Regions from separate parts of the Mus musculus genome. Here all the other regions are linked to region 1. A link is a contact called in public HiChIP or PLAC-seq and promoter capture Hi-C data. All regions are on one chromosome and are shown on one strand. The core of a region is the stretch at or near the end of the contact, and the rest is flanking DNA. Distances in the headings are between cores, read along the strand shown.

What was found. Promoter capture Hi-C pulls out the DNA fragments that hold promoters and counts their contacts. HiChIP or PLAC-seq counts read pairs in DNA pulled down with a chosen protein or histone mark.
Region 2: a contact with region 1 is called in a promoter capture Hi-C map of liver, with 3 times the contacts expected there. The contact joins the promoter of Map1lc3b here to the promoter of 1190005I06Rik in region 1. A contact is called at or near these places in 2 of 39 promoter capture datasets (hippocampal neurons and liver) and 4 of 115 datasets of contacts at active chromatin or transcription factors (bone marrow-derived macrophages, extraembryonic endoderm stem cells and pancreatic cancer cells).
Region 3: an HNF4G HiChIP or PLAC-seq map of pancreatic cancer cells shows a contact between it and region 1. The contact joins the promoter of Atp2c2 here to the promoter of 1190005I06Rik in region 1.
Region 4: a contact with region 1 is called in a promoter capture Hi-C map of pre-B cells, with 2.3 times the contacts expected there. The contact joins the promoter of Cotl1 here to the promoter of 1190005I06Rik in region 1. A contact is called at or near these places in 2 of 39 promoter capture datasets (cranial neural crest and pre-B cells).

The regions. Positions count from the first base shown.
Region 1 is chr8:120,633,026-120,635,763 of GRCm38.p6, reverse strand. It overlaps 1190005I06Rik (RIKEN cDNA 1190005I06 gene), which reads left to right and starts at 1,374. Exons shown (of 4, transcript NM_197988.3): 1 at 1,374-1,496. The coding sequence starts at 1,410. All of the region lies in intron 1 of Gm27021 (predicted gene, 27021), which reads left to right.
Region 2 is chr8:121,589,035-121,591,772 of GRCm38.p6, reverse strand. Map1lc3b (microtubule-associated protein 1 light chain 3 beta) reads right to left here and starts at 1,335. Exons shown (of 4, transcript NM_026160.5): 1 at 1,209-1,335. The coding sequence starts at 1,248.
Region 3 is chr8:119,698,588-119,701,325 of GRCm38.p6, reverse strand. Atp2c2 (ATPase, Ca++ transporting, type 2C, member 2) reads right to left here and starts at 1,317. Exons shown (of 27, transcript NM_026922.1): 1 at 1,069-1,317. The coding sequence starts at 1,161.
Region 4 is chr8:119,839,216-119,841,953 of GRCm38.p6, reverse strand. Cotl1 (coactosin-like 1 (Dictyostelium)) reads left to right here and starts at 1,375. Exons shown (of 4, transcript NM_028071.3): 1 at 1,375-1,630; 2 at 1,730-1,812. The coding sequence starts at 1,554.

The sequences.
Region 1 (2,738 bases), core at 125-2,624:
TCCAGAGAAGGGGCACGGCTGGGGGAGGTGATGTAACATGCTGTGTTGTGAAGCTGGAGACCACAGCAAACGCCCTGCTCCAGCTCCTAAACACTTCCGCCCATCCTGGTTCATGCCTGGAGACAGACATGGCAGGCAGGCACAAAGTGCTGGCCCAGGAATGCCCACTTCACACGAGGACCTGGGGGCTCAAGCCAGGGCAGGCCCCATGTTGCCTGGGGAAGGTGGGACATGGGCTATCCTACCCACTTCTGCTGGAATTCTGAAGAATATTTGATCCATCTCCTATCCCTGTGGCCTTAACAAAGCCAGGGTCTGAAATGTCACTGCATTTTTCTTTAGTGATGGTTCATAGTAGGATCGTACCTGTGTATCCACCGCAGGAATTCCACTTTCCTGCCCTGGACTCAGTTTCCCCTTATAGTCATTAGAAACATACACAGCCCGGGGGTACGGAGACCTGAGGCTGGTAGAGTGGCCACACGCTACAGACTTGCGACAAAGAATTGATCTAGGCAGGTGCGTGGGGCATTGAGGAGGGTCCCATGAGAGAACCATTAAGATACAGGGCTGGCCAGCACTCGGGAGGCAGAGGCAGGCAGATTTCTGAGTTCGAAGCCAGCCTGGTCTTCAAAGTGAGTTCCAGGACAGCCAGGGCTATACAGAGAAACTCTGTCTCGAAAAACCAAAAAAAGAAAAGAAAAGAAAAGAAAAAGAGACAGGGCTGGAAGCCACACCTGGGTATTGAAAGGGTGTGGGTGTATGGCTCAGTGGTGGATACTTGCTGGATGTATGGAGGAGGGGTACGGGGAAGCCATGACATCAAAAACATAAAAATAAAGGTGGCTAGGCATTGGCCCCAAGCTTGTAATCCTAGCACTTAGGAGATAGAGGTCAGAGGATCAGGGGTTCAAGGGCAGCCTTGTGTGGGCTACAAGAGGCCCTATCTCAAATAATACAAAAGTAATCATGATATAGGGAGTGGGGAGGCGGCAGCCCGAGGCCTCTGAGTCTTCACCCTCAGGTCCTCTGCCAGCTGTGACAGGCGGGGGCACGTGGCCAGTCAAAATGCCAGAACCCAGCAGCGGGGAAGCCCGGGAGTCACAATGCCACCTGAACCTCCCAACTGCAGCGACGAGCCGGGGGCGTTACCTCTGCGTCTCTGCACAGGAGGCGGAGCCGGGCTCCCCATTTCCTTCCACAGAACCGGGGACAGCCGGCCGATGCCCAAACTTTGCCCGGTGCCGGGAGCGCGGCTGCGGTGGGGGAGGCGGGCAGGGAGGCGCGGCGGCAGGGGTTGTGGCTGAGCCCTGGGCGGGCTGCGGGGCGGAGCGGCCCGGGCGGCGCCGCCCTCCAGGTGCCGGGCGGGGGCCGAGGCAAGCGCGGCTGCAGGCAGAGCAGGCCGGGCCATGACCCCCGCGGCCCACGGCTGCAAGCGCGTCGCCTGGTGTCCCTCACGGCCGCCAGCGTCCGCGCCCAGCGCGCCCCAGGAAGCGGTGAGTGTGCGCGCGCCGTGCGCGCCACGGCGGACGCACCGGGACCTGGGTTTTGGCGACCTGGGATAGGGACCCAGGACGAGGGACCCCAGGATCGTGGAGATCTGGGACCAAGGGGACCCCGAGGTGGGGAATCCGAGACGGTGGAGACCCGGGTTGGGGAACCCGGGAGGGTAGGGAGCATGGGGTGGGGTGGAGACGGGGGAGGGGTGGCCTGTGGAGACCCCAAGGTGGTGGGGACTCCAGAGTGATGGGGGACCCTTTGGACCCTGGCGTCCCACAACTTCCTGCAGACTTCGCTGATCAGCTCGGCCTCCTCTGGCCGCGTGTCTGACATCGGGCGGGGGCGTGTCCCGCGCGTGGCAGCCTCAGGCCCCTCTTTGCACCCGGCTGGGTTGTCAGGTTGCCGAGCAGTCGGGCAAGGTGGGGGCAGGAGGCCTCGGGAGGAACCGCTTCCCTCCACCAAGTGTTTCCAATGTATTATTGATGAGCTGCCTCGCTTAGGGGCGCCCAGTACATCAAAGCAGCTTCGCGACCGCAAAGGGCGACCCGCTCGAAGCAGGCACTTCTCTTGGCAGGGCTGGCCCTGGCAGATCTGGGGAGGGCGCTTATTAAAAAGAGGACCCGCAGCTCCCCTTGGGGACTCTGAGGGCAGGAAGGACTTCTGGCCTTTGCCAAGAGAACGGTGCAGCGCAATGTAGGAGTCGTTCCCGAGAGAGTAGAGAAATGTTAGAACACGCCCTGTTTTACAGACAAGGAAACTGAGTCCCAGACGGCTTCTCCTGTGTGGCAGATTCTGATGTCTCTCTCCAGCCTGAGACACCTCTCTGGTTGTGCTAGCAGCTGAAAGCACCTCTTGCCTATCCAGATCCCTTTCCTAGTCAGGACACAATGTAGCTTGGTCCCCTTCGTGGTCCCCCCTCCCTCAGGTCCGGGTCCTCTGCACAGGAGAAAGGCTGTATATTTATGGAAAGACTTAATCCCTCCACCAGCCCCAAGGCCGTGGAAAGCTGTGTCTAATCTGTCCCTGGAAGGCCTCAGCTGGTGGGCACACACCAGGCCGGAGTGTGCGTCCCCTAGGGAGGTGTAGGTCACTTACAAAGCAACTCGTCCTCCTGGGCTGAGGACGCGGAGATGTGAGTGCTTAGCCAGCAGTTGGCCTGTGCCAGACCTGCTCCTGAGCTGGCTGTCTTCACACTCACACAACCCTCTAACCAAAGTTGCCTCTTGTCCCCATTTTAG
Region 2 (2,738 bases), core at 86-2,585, 960 kb before region 1:
GCGGATACACACCCAGTAACCTGGAGTTTAGGACCGTTTTGGGGGTGGGGAAGCAAACACTGGATCACCCCAGAAAAACTCAGTGGAACCACTTGAGAAGCCTGAAATCACGTGATCAGTTCTAAACTTGGGAAATTGGGCGCGTCCTTCTAAGAATCTGCAAGCCTACACGGGCCTCCTGGCTGCCAGTCTCCTTCCTTACAGCACTGGGGATGATCGCTGCTTACTGGAAGTGTAAGAATTTATAACAGAAAGCTAATGGGACTCTGCCACTAGGCGGACCCTGAGCTTCACCGCCCTAAGCCCCACCCAGGTGCTTCAGCTACAAAGGGTCGGTTTGGGGTGAGCCCTACCTAAATCCATCCACCTTGTAAACATTCCCGCAGTCTGGATAGTGGAAACTCTAGAGCTCCAACCTAAATCCCTCCAAACTCACTGGAAAGGAGCAAGACCGGTCCTGGCCTCCTCAAAGGGGCCGCTTTGAACATCTGTGTGGGGAACCTCTCAACTGTCAGTGCCCACCAGTTTAGGTCCAATAAAGTCAAAAAGCAAAGGAAAGCCGCAGCAATCGGATGCCCGCGCTTTCTTCAGAATAGCTGGGTTAGGGAGAGAGGGAAGGCAATCTAGAGAAAAACAATCGCAAGCCAGATGGAGCTTCGGAGAGATTACCCCCGGCCACTCTGGGGACCCGCGTCAGAGCTAATGTTTGTGCACGGCTCATTTTCCCCAACCCACACTCCTTTCTTGAGGGCTGTTCCAGAATAACTTAAGATCAGTACAAGCAAACAAAACAAAACAGCTGTTAAGTTTCCGTTATGAGACAAAGGCCACCCCCCCCTCCACACACACACATATGCCCAAGACGACTTCGGGTGCAAAGGCGGCTGGGTGCTGCTCCGAGGCTTGCGGGGCGCCCGGACCTGGGGCCCACGAAGGACACAGCCAAGCGCGCAGAGCCTGCGGTACCCTACGCCACCGGGGTCGGGCCTCCAGTCCCGCAGGGGACGCCGAGCCCATCGGCGACCGACGGCCAAGGCGACGCTGAGCACCCGAGCTACCCCGGAGACCGAACCCCCCCGAGACCAATATCCCACTGGCTGCGTCGCTCCGGGCCCCGCCGGGTCTCGGCCCCGCAAGACACCACCGGCGTCCGGGCATTCAGCGCTCCCGGCACCCGGATCTCCCATCCCCGGGCCCGCGGGGCTCACCAAAGCTCCGGCGCTGCTTGAAGGTCTTCTCGGACGGCATGGCGCGCGGGGGTCCCGAGCCAGACGATCTGACTCCGGCGACGATCACTTCCCTTGTGTGTGTCTCAGTCCGCAGCCGAGTCAGGTGACTCGCGGCGCGTCACCGAGGGTGGGGCCGAGGGCGGCCCCCGAGAGCGGCCATGACAGGCGTGGCGGAAGCTCGGCGGCGCGCAAGCGTGCACGCGCCCAAGCCATGCGCCTGCGCCTACGCCAGCTACGCTGGGCGCTCGCTGGGCACACGCTGGGCGAGCATCTGTTAACTGTCTGCGTGGGTCGGGCGCTGGTGCGATGGAGTCCTGCAGACTTCATTCCCCTTCAGTCCTTGCATGATCCAGCTGGTGGTCCAATGTCCGCTCCCTTGCCGCTGTATTTGATATTCCTAAATTCTACCCACCCCCAACCCAAATAACAAAAAACTGACTTGTGGTCTTGCCTGCTAAATCTTTACGATTATGGAGACGTCTGGAGACTTATGGTTGGATCTGATCTTGTGGCTCTTCCCCTGCGAGTCTTGTGCTGCCATAAACACAAGTATTTACTCCTAAGTCGAAGTCGCAGAGAAGCAAGGTCTTAGGGACTACAGACTTGTCACTGGAGGGCAAGATCAATGACTTGTTCCAGCAAAAAGAAAGACGATGACAACACCTGCTGTGCAACCTGTCCACTCTCTCTTCCCATAAAAGCCCTTTTATGTGTCTGAGCTTGCTGAGCATGGAATTTGAGGGGCATGGCTCACCTATCTTTCCAGGGTGCTAGCCCATGTGTGCCCTCATTTCCTTACTACCACCTATCACGTTTTTTGTTTTTTTAGATTTTTTTGGTTGGTGAGCAATCAGACTGTGTCCAGGAACTGCAGCAGAGGCCTGATCCCGACAGGATCCACCTTGGAAAGCCACAGAGCACAGTTCTGTCCCAAGAGCTTTATCTCAGCTGTCCCTTCTCAGACAGATCCTTCTACCTCAGGTGACCCCAGGGTGGCTTTATCACAGGCATGTCCTCACTTTGACTCCTGCTGAGCCTGGGCCTGATTACAGGCTAGGACAGGTTTCAGTCTCCTCAGGCCAGGCCAATGGTCAGTCAGCCACGGTTTAGCACTTTCTCTGGGCCTCAAGCTACTTCCTATCTTCAGTTTGTAGGAGCAGGTGACAGACAGGTCTAGAGTGTGGAGCAGCCACCTCACCCCCATCCCACCCCCAGTGATGCCACATCTGAGCCAGCCTTGTGACCCTGCAGACCTACCACCTGACACTGTACTATCCCTACAGCCCAGACTTCCTCCTTTAAATGGAAATAACCTTCTTCAAGTGCTGTTTGTCCAAGGGATCTTCTACATCTCTGTGACCGGGAAAAGCTGAAAACACATTATGGAGTGAAATCCTGAGGGCTGGTTACTTTCCTTTGTTTGCTTGCTTTGCATTGTTAATTGCCCGAACTTTGTTGTTTTGTATGAAGCTTCTGGTCTGAGGTGCAAGAGACCAGGCTAAAAGTCAA
Region 3 (2,738 bases), core at 68-2,567, 930 kb after region 1:
CCATGGCATTCCTTGGGAGAAAATAAAATTGAAATATTACAAAACATCTTCTGTTGTTACAAATTTAACCTAGACCCTCTTCCCCCTCGGCAAGACAAGACTCCCTGGCTAGGTGGCCTGAGAACTCCATGCCCTTAAAGAGCACAGGTCTCAGCTCCCCATGGACAAGCATGGAGTTCTGGGTGTGCTGTGAGTTTCCACTCTCAGCCTTTACAAAGCTGGCAGGGGTGGGGAGCTGTGCTGGCTGGACCCCAACGGCACCATCAGAGTCACAGAAACAACGTTATGGCTGTTGGTCCTGTAGAGAAACTTCTTGCACTGAAGCTCTGTAAGGTTAGCCCAGAAGCTACCTTAAGGTTCAAAGACATTATACCATTCAGAGTGGGGTTCTGGTTTGCTTTTTAAGAAAGGGTTTCTCTGTGTAGCTCTGGCTGGACTGAAACTCACTATACAGATTAGACTGGTCTCTATCTCAAAGATCTATCTGTCCCTGCCTCCCAAGTGCTGGGATAAGAGGCATGTGCTACCATGCGTTGGCTCAGAGCAGCTTTTTAAAAACCACATTGATGTGGAGGAAAGCCCTCTACAGGAGCCCTACTAAACAGCTTCAAATTTCAATTTTCACTCTTAAACTTGAGCGGGATTTTGTGTGGCTTTTTTGTTTGTTTGTTTTTGTTTTGGGTCCACATCCCTTTCAATCCCGGCAGCCTTTCTGTAAAAGTTCACGCAGCTGTCTCTCTGGGTAGAGGAGTTTAAACTCCCCTGAATCGGAGAAAACGAAGTTAACTTCTGGCTAGGTGGCCTGCTAACTCCATGCCCTTAAAGAGCACCGGCCTTAGTTTCTCGGTCCCAAAATGGGCTGGCCTAACCAAGTTAATTGCTGAGTTCTGCGCCTTGAGCCTGGTGGAGCTGCTTACTTCGAAGCTAGGTTCTTTTCAGAGTCAACTGAGGTGCTGAGAAGAATCTCAGAGTCCAGTGATCCACGGGTTCCCAGGGGTCAGATACAGAGTCCCAGGGGACAAATGTGGGATCTAATTCCACGCTTCATACCAAATCGCCCAGACTCACCAGGGTCTCCACCTCGTCCCTCTCCAGCGCCTTGTACCGGTGGTTCTGGCCCAAGAAGGCCAGTTTCTGCAGAAACTTGAGGCGTCTCCCCATGGTGAACTGGTGTCCAGGCTGCTCCACAGCCGGCCGTGGGGCTGGTCGCAGTCCCTGCCCGCGTCCCTGGGGCCCTAGCGAGGCCGCGGCTGCTGCGCGCCCAGGCTTCCCGGGCGGCCAGGTTGCCGGGGAGCTGTCTACCTGGTCCCCAGGTGAGCTCCGCCCCTGGGCAGGGCCCAGCAGCTCCGCCCTCTGCACGCCTGGCCCGCCCCGCTGGCGCCAGGACCCCAAACTCCAAGGGTCAGCCGCAGCGGCTCAGGAAGGATCAGGAAGCCTCTGTGTGGTCTCAGAGCTCTGATTCTTGTCCAAACCTGCCAGAGCATAAGAATCGCCTGAAAGGGAGAAAGTCCTGAGTTAAAAGCCTTACCTGGGATAGAGCAGCTCGGGGCCAGTCAAATCATCTGGCCTCTCTGAGCCACCTGGTCGCATCTGTAACTGAAATAAGAGCAGAAAGCTGAGACAGCCTTACCTACACCTATGTAGATGCGCCTTTGGGAGTACGGAAACTGGGGGTGCCACAGCCACTTGTGGAAGATATGTTTACCTGTAGAGCACACTCCTCTCTTTCTAATGATCAGAACAGCACCCCCTGTCCCAGGAAAACTGGGGATCCAGGAAAACAGTGTGATCCGGAAGGGCTCAGCACAGAGCGTGTTTGCATCGGCAGCACACTGGTACCCTGTAACGCGGAGAGGGGTGTCCTACACTTCGGGCTGCCCAGTGCGTGCTCTGGAAAGCTACAAGGAAAACCCTCTACGGGAGCCCTACTAAGCCGCTTCAATTTTCAATTTCACTCTTAAACTTGAGCGGGATTTTTTATGGCTTTTTAGGTGGACCAGGGTCCCTAGCTCCACGGAGCAGAGGTGGCCCTGGAGAAGGCTGGGTCATGCCCCATCCTGGGTTTACTTTTGACCTCTGGCAGTTGATCAACTGACTGCATATTTGTTTGTTCGACTAACCTGTCCCCTTTGCGCAAATAGTTACCACGTGCCTCACTGGCTCCCCCAGGCGGTGGCCACTGCCGTCCTAGTCAACCTGACTGGACGCTTTAGTGGGCTTCATGTCCCCCCTGCATCTTTCTCTCTTAACAAAGCCAAAGCACTTCCATCATCCTGCCGCCCATCCCCCACCACGATGCCTGCTCCCGCTGTGAGGCCCCTCCCCCAGCAGGAGACTTCACCCCGCCCCCCACCCAATCCTAAAAAAAAGGAGGGAAACTGGACTTCCTCAGCTTTGCAGTCCAGGCCACGTCCTTCCAGACATGTGTGACCTTGGGTGACTTTACCCTCCTCTCTCCACCTCAGTTTACTCCTCCGTGAGGTGAGTTGGCATCCCAGAGGAAAACAGCACCAGAGAGCTGGTTTGAGAGACTGCCTCCAAAGATGTGGACATGGCAGGAAGACAGGACCTGAGAGAGCAATAGGATGAACTGCCTACTGTGCGTGGAGGGCCTGCAGGGTAGACACTGAGAGAGTAGAGACCCACTGTGTGCAAGTGGGGGGAGCTTCAGGAGCAGAAATAGCTCTGAGTATAAGCCAGGTGTCCCCTTGTGGGCTGAGTATAAGCCCACTGGTGTC
Region 4 (2,738 bases), core at 126-2,625, 790 kb after region 1:
TGTGTGTGCGTGTGCAGATGCCTACAGAGGTTAGAGGAGGACATCAGATTCCCCTGGAGCTGTAATTACAGACATGGGTACTGAGAAAGAATCTAAAGTCCTCTAGCAGAGGATAAACCATCTCTCCTAATCTGAGACAGGGTCTTATTTTGTAGCCCAGGCAGGCCTGGAAACCAGTATGCAGCCCAGCCTGGTTGTCAATGTATAACCCTTCTTTTTTAACCTCTTGAGTTCTGAGCTGCCTGGTGAGGTACTGTGTCAAGACTTTTTCTTTTTTTTTTTTAAGGTGAGGTACTGAGAGAGAGAACCTGGGACCTCACAGATGCTGGCTCTTTGGGCCACACCTTCAGGCCTAAGGGTTTTCCTATCCCTTATACATGTTCCAGATCTTTTCAGTTTCTGTCTATGATCCGTTTTAGTCAATAGCAAACCAACAGTGACCTCTTTTGATGCCCGCCCTGGTTTCTGTACATCATTTCAGTTAAGGCTGAAGGCACCTGCTGAGGCTCCCTGAGGCTCGTCTTACCACGGGGAGAGAGCAGTCCTCTTGATAAGGTTTCAGAGCTTGCCCTATGGCTCGGGGCTGAGAATTACAAGCAGTTCTAGAGCTGGGCCTCCAGGGCCAGCCTTTCACCTGCCGGTAGGACAGATGGTAGAGGAGTAGTGAATGAATGACCCAGTAAGGGGGTTAAGGATGCCGCCCCATCCCGCCCCAGCACCCCACGTGACTGCAGATAGCCAGGCTACAAAGTCAACAGTGATTCTCTTTCCAAATGAAATGCTTCCTTCTTTCCACTTCTTCCCTTTCCAAATCCAAAGAGCAAACAAACACTGGGTTAGGGGCGCCAGCCTTGGCCAGCCTGGCTCATCTGAGTGCTGACTTAAGTTATTCTTCTGAAGGAGGGGGAGGGGTGGAGAGCTCTGCAGCCCAGCTCACTGGTAGAGGGAACGAGGGAGGAAGAGAGAATAAGAAGATTCGAGGGAAGATGCAGAGGAGAAGGAGGAAGGAGGCCTTAGGGAGGAGGGAAAAGGGGCTTGGGGTGGGATAAATAGGAGAGATGAGAAGGCGAACAAGGTAGAGGCTGAAAGAAGAGGAGAACAACGGCGTAAGGGAAGGAGAGGAATGGAGGGAAGGAGAGAGGGAAGGAGGAAGGAGAGCGAGATCGGAGAACACAGAAGGTGGTGGAAGAAGCGAGGGGCTGGGGCCCACGGAGTGGGGAGGGAAGAAGGCGGAGGAAGGGAAGACGAGGAGGAAGGGCCCCCCTCCAGCCCTCCGCGGAGTTGCGCAATCCGCACAGACTGGGATTGGCCGCCGGATGTGCGAGACGCCCCGCCCCCGCCTCGCCTGACCAATGGGAGCGAAGGGGCGTGGCTTTCACGGGAGTGGAGTCCCCGCGCGCGCTCTGGCTCTGCAGTAACCGCGGGCCTCTCTCCGAGGACCTTAGCTTGCTGTTGCGAGCGGCCACCTCCCCTGCCCACTCTCGGAGCCCGCTCGACTCTCGTAGCGGATCAGGGACGCGTTCACTGGTTCCGGCAGTGTCCTCGCGGCGGCCATGGCCACGAAGATCGACAAGGAGGCGTGTCGCGCGGCGTACAACTTAGTGCGGGACGACGGCTCGGCGGTCATCTGGTGAGCAACGCCGCGGGGCCGGGGAAGCCAGTAGTGACCTGCTTCGTGCCGCTCGCCGCCGCCGCTCACCTATGTTTCTTTTCTTCCTCCAACCCAAAGGGTGACTTTCAGATACGACGGCGCCACCATTGTCCCCGGCGATCAGGGAGCAGATTACCAGCACTTCATCCAGCAGTGCACAGGTAGGGCGACCCTCATGAGACCTTTTGAAAGAGGGTGGGCACCCTGGGCAGCGAGCTGCTGGGCGTCCAAGCAGCAGCAGATCTGGGCTGGGGCTTTGTTTGTTTGTTTGTTTTGGTTTTGTCTTTGTGTTTTTGGAGATAGGGGCTCACTATATATCCAGGGTGACCTCCAACTGGCCATCCTCTTGCCCCAAGCGTCTAGTACTGGTAGGGTGGGTGTGCACAGCCATGCAAAGCTCTGATCTGAGCTTTCCAAAGTCCCGAGTGTATCCCTCCCCCACCCTGCCCCCAACCCCTGTGGACATCACCATCAAGTGACCCGAGGAGATTCCTCCCCCGGTAGTGTCAGTCGGCTTCTTCCGCTCCCGCACCCTGTGGTCCACTGGGTTTCCAGGTCAGAAGGGGCAGTTCAAACTCCACCCTCTCTGATTGGTCAGTGAACAATAAACGCCGAAGCCCCTGGGGGCTGCAAGCTAAAGGCAGAACCCAGGGCCCCACCCTCCTTTCTCCCTTCCATCTTTGTCCCTATCTGCTTCTGTACAAGCCTTTAATTTGAAGAGTACAGAAACACGCACCAAGAATGTGTATCCGATGTTGCTATACCAGGCCTGGATAAAGAGAAGCTGACTTGCGAGGTCCCAGCGGCCAGTTTCCTTTGGAGCGAATGGCCACTGGCTGGGGTGGGGCATGGAGAGCTGAGATTGCTCCATGGTTTGGTGTGGAGGAATCAAGCAGATGTGTGACCTTACTAAAAGCATCCCAGGGAACCCTAAGGTTTGTGTGTGTTAAGCTTCCCTGGGACATGTGGACCATGAAAGAACACAGGGCCTGAATGGCCACAGCTCCCGTAGAACAGCTCAACACCATTGGTAAAGAGATCTCTAAAGGAGCTGGTGTGCAGAGCAGCTCAGCATATTCTGGAAACA